2 separate regions of the Astyanax mexicanus genome follow, and region 1 is linked to region 2. The links are chromatin contacts, called in public Hi-C maps. All regions are on one chromosome and are shown on one strand. Each heading gives the region's core, a stretch centred on a gene start, on an enhancer-like site or on the middle of the called end of the contact. The rest is flanking DNA. Distances are from core to core; before and after follow the strand shown.

What was found. Hi-C and Micro-C count contacts between places; a contact is called where the count stands out from the background.
Region 1: a contact with region 2 is called in a Hi-C map of muscle, with 5 times the contacts expected there. The contact joins the promoter of nr3c2 here to the enhancer-like site in region 2. A contact is called at or near these places in 2 of 3 Hi-C or Micro-C datasets (both in muscle).

Annotation. Positions count from the first base shown.
Region 1 is chr7:50,812,911-50,817,924 of AstMex3_surface, reverse strand. nr3c2 (nuclear receptor subfamily 3, group C, member 2) reads left to right here and starts at 1,999. Exons shown (of 9, transcript XM_049481378.1): 1 at 1,999-2,498.
Region 2 is chr7:50,769,308-50,774,509 of AstMex3_surface, reverse strand. The region is part of intron 2 of nr3c2 (nuclear receptor subfamily 3, group C, member 2); the gene reads left to right. Among protein-coding and RNA genes, the nearest start is that of nr3c2, 44 kb to the left of the region's middle. Within about 2 kb of position 2,174, the one cell type or tissue checked has an H3K27ac peak away from gene starts, as active enhancers do.

The DNA.
Region 1 (5,014 bases), core at 750-3,249, 44 kb before region 2:
CCTTCCTTCAAGACGCTGAGAAAACTATTCCAGGTGACTTTCCCTCATGAAGACACTGAGATTAAAATTAAAACCAAGAGTGTGCAGATCTGTCCTCAAAGATAAATGTGCTACTTAGAAGAATCTAAAGTGAAATAGAACATATTCTGGTTTGTTTAACATTTTTTGTTTACAGAATAATTCTGCATGTGTTCCTGTAGAGCTTTAATATAGTTTTTAATATTAAATATACAATGCAAAAACTCATAAAAAGAAATAAAACATGTTAAATGAGAAGAGGTGTCTCCACAGTTTCTGAATCAGTTTCTCTGATTTTACTATTTATAGGTATATGTTTAAGTAAAATGAACATTATATTCCAGAGGTTTTCAATTTGGTAAAATCAAAAATTCTCATAATTTTCAAATGTTATTTTTTTCCCCAGAGCTGTATATTCCCCCACACAAAGTTCCACTTCTCCACAGCTCATTGCTGTGGAGTTTCTGAATCAGTTTCTCTGATTTTGCTATTTATAAATATAAATATTGTCATTTAGAGCATTTATTTGCAGAAAATGAGAAATCCATAGCTTTTAGACCTTAAATAATGCAAATAAATAAACAAACTCACATTCATACATTTTCAAGAGTTAAAGAATAACCTGGGTTTTAATCACAGTTTTCATGCATCTTGGCCTCATGTTCTCCTCCACCAGTCTTTTACACTGCTTTTGGATAACTTTATGCCTTTACTCCTGGTAAAAAAATTCAAGCAGTTCAGTTTGGTTTGATGGCTTGTGATCATCAGTCTTCCTCTTGATTATATTCCAAATGTTTTCAATTTGGTAAAATCAAAGAAACTTATCATTTTTAAGTGGTCTCTCTTTTTTCCAGAGCTGTATATAAATGTCTATTACATTTTGGTTTACTTAATAACTCCATATGTTTTTTTTTTCTAAGCTTTTTTCATGAACTAAATCAGTGAGTCGGTTGAATCAGCTGAATCGAATCTCCGGTCATCAATCGCTGCTATCACTGTGTTTTGTTAGCGGAGTAAAGTTAGTTTGATATTCGATATTCAGCGGAGATTCGCCTTTCGGCCGTTCTCTTGCTCACAGGCAATGTCCTAAACTCTCCCAAATTACATTTTCCAAACCACAGAAGAACAGAGAACAAACTACAAATGTCAGATTTTCTGAAAACACCCAACCTTTCTGTTTCTCCGAGAATATTTACTGAAATATTCTATATTTCATATTAGTACAGTACAGTAGCAATTTTTATTATTAAAAAATTAATATAAAATCAACCGAGTCATATTTTTCAAAACTAAAAGTTGTAGTATGTTTATCAGGTGTGTCTCTAAAGACTACAAGTGATTTTATTTCTATATTTCATATTAGTACAGTACAGTAGCAATTTTTATTATTAAAAAAATAATATAAAATCAACCGAGACATATTTTTCAAAAATAAAAGTTGTAGTTATTTTTCAGGTGTGTCTCTAAAGACTACGTATGATTTTTTTTATCTATATTTCATATGGGCGTGTTACAGTAGAAATGCATTAAACGGCGCTGTGAATGTTTACGTTTTTAATCAGGGTCCGTACTTTGCAGACGGTCCCTTAACAGCTTCAGCGCCCGCTGCAGCGATTCCTGCCATTTTCAGTTAATATTCTCGGAGAAACAGAAAGGTTGGGTGTTTTCAGAAAATCTGACGTTTGTAGTTTGTTCTCTGTTCTTCTGTGGTTTGGAAAATGTAATTTGGGAGAGTTTAGGACATTGCCTGTGAGCAAGAGAACGGCCGAAAGGCGAATCTCCGCTGAATATCGAATATCAAACTAACTTTACTCCGCTTGTTTTGTTTTGCTTCACCTGTCGGTGAGTTACCTCGTAACCCCGCTCCGGCTCGTGCACGCGCAATCTACCTCATACCCCCCCCTCCCCCTCTATAGAGCTCGGTGCAGTGGGCGGGGCCTATGACGTAGCGCGCGGGGGGGGGGTGTATTATTTTGTAGAGCAGCCTGCAGTCGCCAGACTCCCAACATACATACACACACACACACACACACACACGGAGACACGCGCTGTGTATATACACACATACACACACACGCGCACGCACGGATACTCTGCGCGCGCAGAGCGAGAGAGAGCGAGCGAGACAGACACCTATGCGCGCGCACAGGTAAAGAGGACGCAAGTGCGTTTGTTGTTTTTTCTGAAGCCGCGCGCACGAGGAAACTCGCGGACGGGATTTTCTCTGTTTTTCTGGGGTTTTTGGTGTTTTTTCTTTTTTTTCTATTCTTCTTCTTCCTCCTCCTCTCAGCGCGTGATGTGCGCAGCACCGAGCTCAAAGTAGTGGACGAGCAGAGAGAGAGAGAGAGAGAGGAGTACAAACAGAAGAAAAAGGAGAGGAAAACTACTTTCCCTCATTTGGATTAATCGAATAATCGAACGGAGCAACGCGGGGGACGGCGGGGACACACCTGACACAACACCTGGATGACTTAATCAAGGTAAACTCCGCTCGCGCCGCTACCGCTTCTGTTGTCATGCAAATTGTTGCAAAGTCTACTGGATAAACAATACGATTTGTTGGAGCACTTTTCATTTCACTTTACTTCAAAGTAGTAAAGTAGTGATAAAAACAGCACTGCAAGAAGAAGAACTGCAACTAAGCACTGTTTTAGTAGCTGACTACTTAAATGTCTGTCGATTATTTTTATTATGAGCCTCGATTACTCGATTAGTCCCTGTATTTCATTGGTGAGGCTCCTGTTCAAGTGACAGCTAAACTCTTAGGACCCTATAGTGCTATAGTGTGATAGTGTACATGTTTTATTGATCTTAGCAAAACAAACAAACAAAAAAAACATAATTCTAATCTAAAGAAATGCTGTATTTTATATAAACCCAATATATGATACACAAGCTGCAGTATTAATATCATGGCATTCTGAAATATAATAATATTGTGCATCCCTACCATAGGTCAGTTTTATGGGATATTTTAATCATTGTTTATCATACCTCTATTTGTGTTTGTAAGAATTTTAACATGTTTCTGATTTAATATATATATATATATATATATATATATATATATATATATATATATAGATAGAGAGAGAGAGAGAGAGAGAGAGAGAGAATTACTACTATGTCCCATTTACAAAATATTATCTATAACTTTTATAATTGTTGATTATAAAAAATTTGAAGACACAACAGATTACATTGCACTGCATTTTTTTTCACTTAGTATCAGAACATCCTTGAAGCGAAGATGGAGAAAGTCGAAAAAATAATCCTGTACAACTACAATGCTTAGTTGATATAATCTAAAAATCATAAAAAAATAATTGTGGATTGACTCCAAATTCAATGTTGACTAGTCGTTAATTTGAAACTGTAATGTAATGTACTAAAGACAGGGCAAAAAAAGTGCCTACTGGGCATTTAAAGGGCATTTAAATCCCATATTGTGCTGTTTTTAACATTTTGGTGCAAAGATAGAAAAAGCTATAGGATCAGGAGCTGTACCAACAGAAGGCAGAGATTAGAGGACATGGCAGAAATAATCGCTGACTAATCGATTAATCAGAAAAAATAACCGTTAGACTAGTCAACTATCAAAACAATCAATAGTTGTATCATATCGGTTAGGGGTGAGCAAACGCGATGTGCCGCGCGACAGTCTAGTAGCGCTGGAGCTGTTTGTAGCGCTCGCGCCACAAATCGCGCTGCTCCCAACAGTGCTGTTATAGTGTTATTATTTATTACTTTGTTGAAGTGTGCTCCAACAAATCCTGAGCGCATGCACGCACGCACACATACATGCATGCATTCATGCAAGCAACATCCCACTGCTTTGCTCGTGCATAGTCAGCCCTGCTCTAAACTGTGTCCGAGCAACTCCGAGTTGCATGAGTGAGTGCACGAGCCTTGAAGGTTGGTCAGTGTCAGTGCACTGCGCGAGCTGCTCCCGCTGCGTTTTTCCGTCCCGTGCCTGTTTGACAGTGAAAACCGCTAGTCAGCGCGTGCATGCACGCTAAGGACACCTACGGTAATGCATAACGCATTGTACTCGTCGCTCGCGGCGCGATGGCATGAGTGTCGCGAGCTTGTGTCGAAGCCAGATCGCGATATAAGCAACTGCGTCACTGTCATCATCACCATGCAAGCAGAAAAAGTGGGCTGTTGGAGGGGTTGGGGTGGGGACGAGAAAGGGGGGGGATGCTTGACTTTGGGCAGCGCGCGCGAGGCTGTGCTGTGCTGGGGAAAGTTTTGCATGTGCACGGCATCACGACATTAAGCCCATTGTTGTTGTTATGTTGTTTTGGAAAAGAGATGAGAGATGAGCAGTGGCGTGTCCATCCACGAGCCCTCATAAACAGTAGTGCATAAACTTCTGGGCGACAGTGGGTCTGCTTGTGTACAGTGCACGAGGAAAAAAAATATGTGCACCACCAACTAGTAGGCTACGTCATGTTTTTTTTTAAAAGTCGTAGCCTGCTGTCCCGTGCACATTGCTGTAGCTTGTAACAAGCCTGTTAAAATCCATTGCATTTTAAATAAATTGCAATGCAATGAATTAATGCATTAAGTTATATGCAAGCATGCGTGCATGCATATGACATCAAGCTATTCAAACATGTCCATTCTGTCATCTTAAATTACATTACATTACATTTGGCATTTTTTTAAATTGATTATTATGATTTCTGTGTAGTCTGAAGTCTTATAAATATAATAATTATTTTAAAAACGGTATATTAAGTATTTTAAAGGTTTTGAAGGCCAAAAGGTTTTAAAGTCATAGCCTACTGTAGCCCATGCACATTTGTCCTGTATTCTCGCTTTAAAACAGCAGTCTGTAAGATTGTACTTTTTTTAGTTTTACATAACATTGAAACATGACATTGCAATTTAGTTTTAGTTTTTGTTTTTGCAGGGGGTGGTTGCAAATATGTGAGATTAACCATTTTCATTAATTTCATATAATATGTTGATTACAGTTAATTAGGCAAAC
Region 2 (5,202 bases), core at 925-3,424:
CCTAACAATTACTGTGGAAATGTTTAAGCAACAACCCACTTCATCACAGTCGTATAGTAACATCTAATTGGAATGGCATAGCAACCACATAGCAACCCCATATCAACCATTAAGCAACACCTTAACAACCAACGTGGAATTACTGAAGCAACATCCCATCACAGCACAAGCATGTCATGTGCCACTCTCCTCCTATATTCCAATTTACAGAATGAATGGCTGCTTAGCAACCACTTGCTAACTCCACCCAACCACTCAGCAACCTCTTAGCAACCACCCAGCAATTACTCTGGAAATGCTTAAGCAACAACCCACTTCATCACAGTCATATAAGAGCATCCAGTTATAATGGCATAGCAACCACATAGCAACAATTAAGCAACACCTTAACAACCAACATGGAATTACTGAAGCAACATCCAATCACAGCACAAGTGTGTCTTGTGCCACACTCCTCCCATATCCCCATTACTGGAATGAATGAAACTACCTGCATTACTCAAACTAAAGCTAGGTATGGTGTGCGCACTACTTAATATAGTTTTGGTTTTACTTGCACATTTTTACTAAGTAGTTATTTTGTGCTTAACATTTTTATTTATTTAAGACTAAAAAGTTTACATTTTTGTAAATACTGTAGTTTCCTTTGTGTGTCCTGATTAAAATACTGAAAGGCATAGGCTGCTCTGAGTGTCAGGTTTTTAGTATCTACATGTATCCTAGAGGTGTGATTATTGATTATTAAGATAAATAACTCCGCCTGATGCTGTTTCTCCATGTATTTTGTCAGAGTAATTATTAATAATCCATGTAATGAACTGTTATTGACCATTTTTGAAAATATATCTTAGGTGTGAATATATTTAAAGTATTTAAAGTCTATACATTTAAAAAATAAGTAAAAATAAAACAGGCACTTGGTAAAATTATGACCAAAACATGATCAGTTCCAGGAAAATATAACAATTCTGCTTCCTTTTACATTTTACATTAGACCTGAAAGAGGAAAAAAAACACACCAAAACACCTTTAGTAAAAGGATCACTAGCTCTTTCACTGTTCAGAGATGAGTATTTTAGAGTGTAGTCTGCGAGTTTACTGTGTTAAAACAAGCTACGTGGGACGAACAGCTAGCTGATAGTGCCCTGGGTTACCTCAGTGTAGCGCTGTCGGCTGGCGTTAACTAGCACTAAGCCTTATAATCTGGTGTACCGTATGTATGAACTCTACAAGTCAGGTATTAAGGAGCAATAAAGCCACTCCAGTGAAGTACAGAGTTATACAGGAGTTTCAGTGAAGTTTCTCCAGCACCAAGGCTGGAGCAGCATTAGCATTAGCCTCTAACCACAGCGCTAGCTCTATTGTTGTTCAGAGAAGAGTATATCAGAGTGTAGTCTACAGTCTGTTTACTGTGTTAAAACACAAAAAGCTACGTGGGACGAAAAGCTAGCTGATAGCTCGCTGGGTTACCTCAGTGTAGCGCTGTCGGCTGGCGTTAACTAGCACTAAGCCTTATAATCTGGTGTACCTTATGTATGCCACTCCAGTGAAGTACAGAGTTATACAGGAGTTTCAGTGAAGTTTCTCCAGTACCAAGGCTGGAGCAGCATTAGCATTAGCCTCTAACCACAGCGCTAGCTCTTTTGTCGTTCAGAGATGAGTATATCAGAGTGTAGTCTACAGTCTGTTTACTGTGTTAAAACACAAAAAAGCTACGGGAGACGAACCACTAGCTGATAAACACCAAAACAGCCTAGGGTTCAAAGGGTTAACACCTTTAGTAATACTGAAGGATCACCCTGGGTGACTTTGGTGCTCTGTGAGATTCATGATTTATGTGAAACTTCCTTAACAGCAAAAAAACAGAGCGTAGCACTCGGAGACGGAGATCTCCACATGCCACAATATCACCCAACCAGAACCCTAGTGATGGCGGAGGAACTGCTGAGTCACTGCTTGTGTTTTGGGAGTCGTTTCAGGCCTGACTCTCGCGTCCCCGGTGAGACTCGGCCGTGTTGAAGAAAGCAGGCGGCGGAGGAATCGTTCCGCAGGGCAGCGCTCCCCCGAGAGCCCTTAAACCCTCTCTGAGCTGCTTTGCGCTGCACTCCAGTCTTAATAGCGGTGGCGGCGGCAGTTTCCCCCGGCCCCTGTCAGCAGGTTAACCCTTTCAGCGTAATTGTTTAGCGGTTGCGTAACGCTGTGGAGAGCGGAGTGCTGAGTCAGGGAGCAGACAGAGTTTCGCCGAGGCTCCTGTGGGAGGAGGGGTCGGCCCTCGCCCCCCCGCCGCCGGTGCTGGGCTGGTCTCAGGCATGTGGTGCAGCTGGATATTTATTTTTACAGTATTAACCCTCCCAGGTCTCTCCTGCTCTCCTGGCCTACAGAGCATGCCTTAAAATGCTTATTGATACATTTGGCTCAAAATTTTTTATTTCTCACTCGTGGATAGTTATCACAATCCATTCCTGTGGCTTTGTTTTGTATAGATTCTGAACTTTTTGGACTTTTTTATGTTAAAATAAATAGCAAAAAGGGCAAAGTGGAGAGCACTTTATGATAAAGATCACAAATATCAGTACTTACCATAGTACTGATACACAGAATTACCGTATTTTATAAGAGGACTATAAGGCGCACTTAAAATCTTTTAATTTTTTCAAAATGTCGTAAGTGTGACTTATAATCCAGTGCTTCTTATTATTTAAGGAATTAAGGAGCAGTAAAGCCACTCTGCTGAAGTACTGTGTTATACAGGAGTTTCAGTGAAGTTTCTCCAGCACCAAGGCTGGAGCAGCATTAGCATTAGCCTCTAACCGCAGCACTAGCGCTTTCGCCACTCAGAGGCGAGTATATCGTTCTGTAGTCTGCGTGTTTACTGTGTTAAAACAAGCTACGTGGGACGAACCGCTAGCTAATAGCACTCTAGGTTACCGGAACACTCAGGTTCCGGCAATATACAGTGAATGGTTAAGACACTAGGTAGCAATAATCTCTGTGATTCCATCTAATATTTTCCAAAGGAATTCATTTACCCATCAGCCCCATACCAACAAACCAGCAATACCTTAATAACCACTTAAAATGGTGTACTTTGAATTGAATTTAAAGTTTCTACAAAAGAAAAGAAATCCTAGAGGAACAAACAAATCTCAGTATTGCAACCACATGTAAACACATATCAACCACCTATCAACCCCACAGCCACCACCCAGCAACACCCTAGCAGCCACTTCTGAACTACTGAAGCCAGGGAGCCACTTTTATAATAAAGATCACAAATATTAGTACTTACTATAGTAAAACACATAATTACCGTATTTTTCAGACTACAAGGTGCACTTAAGATCTTTTAATTTTCCCACATACCGTCAGTGTGCCTTATAATCCGGTGCTCCTTATGTATGAATTATACCAGTCAGGTATTAAGAAGCAGTAAAGACACTCCGGTAAAGTATAGCGTTATAAGGGTGAGTTTCAGTGAAGTTTCTCCAGCACCAAGGCTGGAGCAGCATTAGCATTAGCAGTTAACCACAGTGCTAGCTCTTTCGCCATTCAGAGGCGATTATATCGGTATGAAAATAGACCAGAAAATAGAAGTTCATTGATAGTGCTCCTTATAGTACAGTGTGCCTCATAGTGCGTAAAATGCAGTAAATGGTTAACACACTAGGTAGCAATAATTTGTGTGATATATTATGCGCAAAAAAATGAATTGAATTTAAAGTTTCTGCAAAAGAAATCCTAGAGGAACAAAAAATCTCAGTATTGCAACCACATGGAACAACATATCAACCACCTACCAACCCCACAACCACCACCCAGCAACACCCTAGCAGCCACTTCTGAACTGCTGAACCCAGGAAGCCACTTTTATCCCTTTTTCCTTCTTTTCAACTTTTCTTCTTGGTAGTTTTAACAAAGTAGTTAAATAATTAAAATAAATATGAATTGACCCAGAGCACAGTCTGAATAATAGCTCTATGTTATATATATATATATTGCTCTTTACTGGAGAAACAGTGTTTGACTGATTTCCTTTAGCTTGTTCTTTGATGTTATTTTCTATAGAATAACACACGCATTTACTCGAGGTCACGGCTGATGACTTATGGATAAAGCTGGTGAAACTGCATTACCGGAACATCAATAAAAAGCAAGAAAACAGGAATAAAGCGCTCGCTCGGGTTACTCTGCCGTATCAGAGCTCGTTCTCCTTCTGCTTGCTCGGCAAAGTCATCTACCTGCGGCGGAGTTCAGGAGCCTTCCGGCTGAGTGAAGGTCGGGCTGCTCTTCAGCGGGACGGTGCCGGGTTCCGGAGCGTTCGGCGGGACAGGTTTGATTAATTGCTGGGTGAAGCGGAGCGGCTTTACCGGAGAGGAATTGAATCAGCCGTGCGGCGCTCGCGGGACGACCATTAAAGAAATTGGCCTTTAGTTTGGAAAAGTAAACGAGAGGCATTTATTACAGCCATCTACCCTCTACTCATCTCATAACAGCTCCACACACTGAGGGTGGGCCACACGGAAAAATATATATATTTACAGTAGAGTAAATTTCCCTAATGTAGAATAATTAAGCTTTACTAAGTGTAACTGTTCATTAAAAAATCTATGAAAAAAATCAATAAAACTATAAATCATTAATACAAAATATATTGGACATCCAAAAAAGTGTGTTAAAAAATATATAATTTGCCAAGGTGGGCCGCACTGAAAAATATATATTTACAGTAGAGTAAATTTCCCTAATGTGGGACAATTAAACTTTACTTAGTGTAGGTGTTTATTAAAAAAAATATATACATAAAAAATCTATAAAACTATGAATTATTGATACAAAATATATTGGACAGCCAAAAAAGTGTGTTAAAAAATATATAATTTGCCAAGGTGGGCCGCACTGAAAAATATATATTTACAGTAGAGTAAATTTCCCTAATGTGGGACAATTAAACTTTACTTAGTGTAGGTGTTTATTTATATATATATATATATATATATATATATATATATATATATATATATATATATATATATATATATATATATATATAAATAAATCTAAAAAACTATGAATTATTGATACAAAATATATTGGACAGCCAAAAAACTGTGTTAAAAAAATATAACTTACCAAGGTGGGCCGGGCGGAAAAATATATATTTACAGGCGAGCAAATTACCCTAATGTGGGACAATTAAGCGTT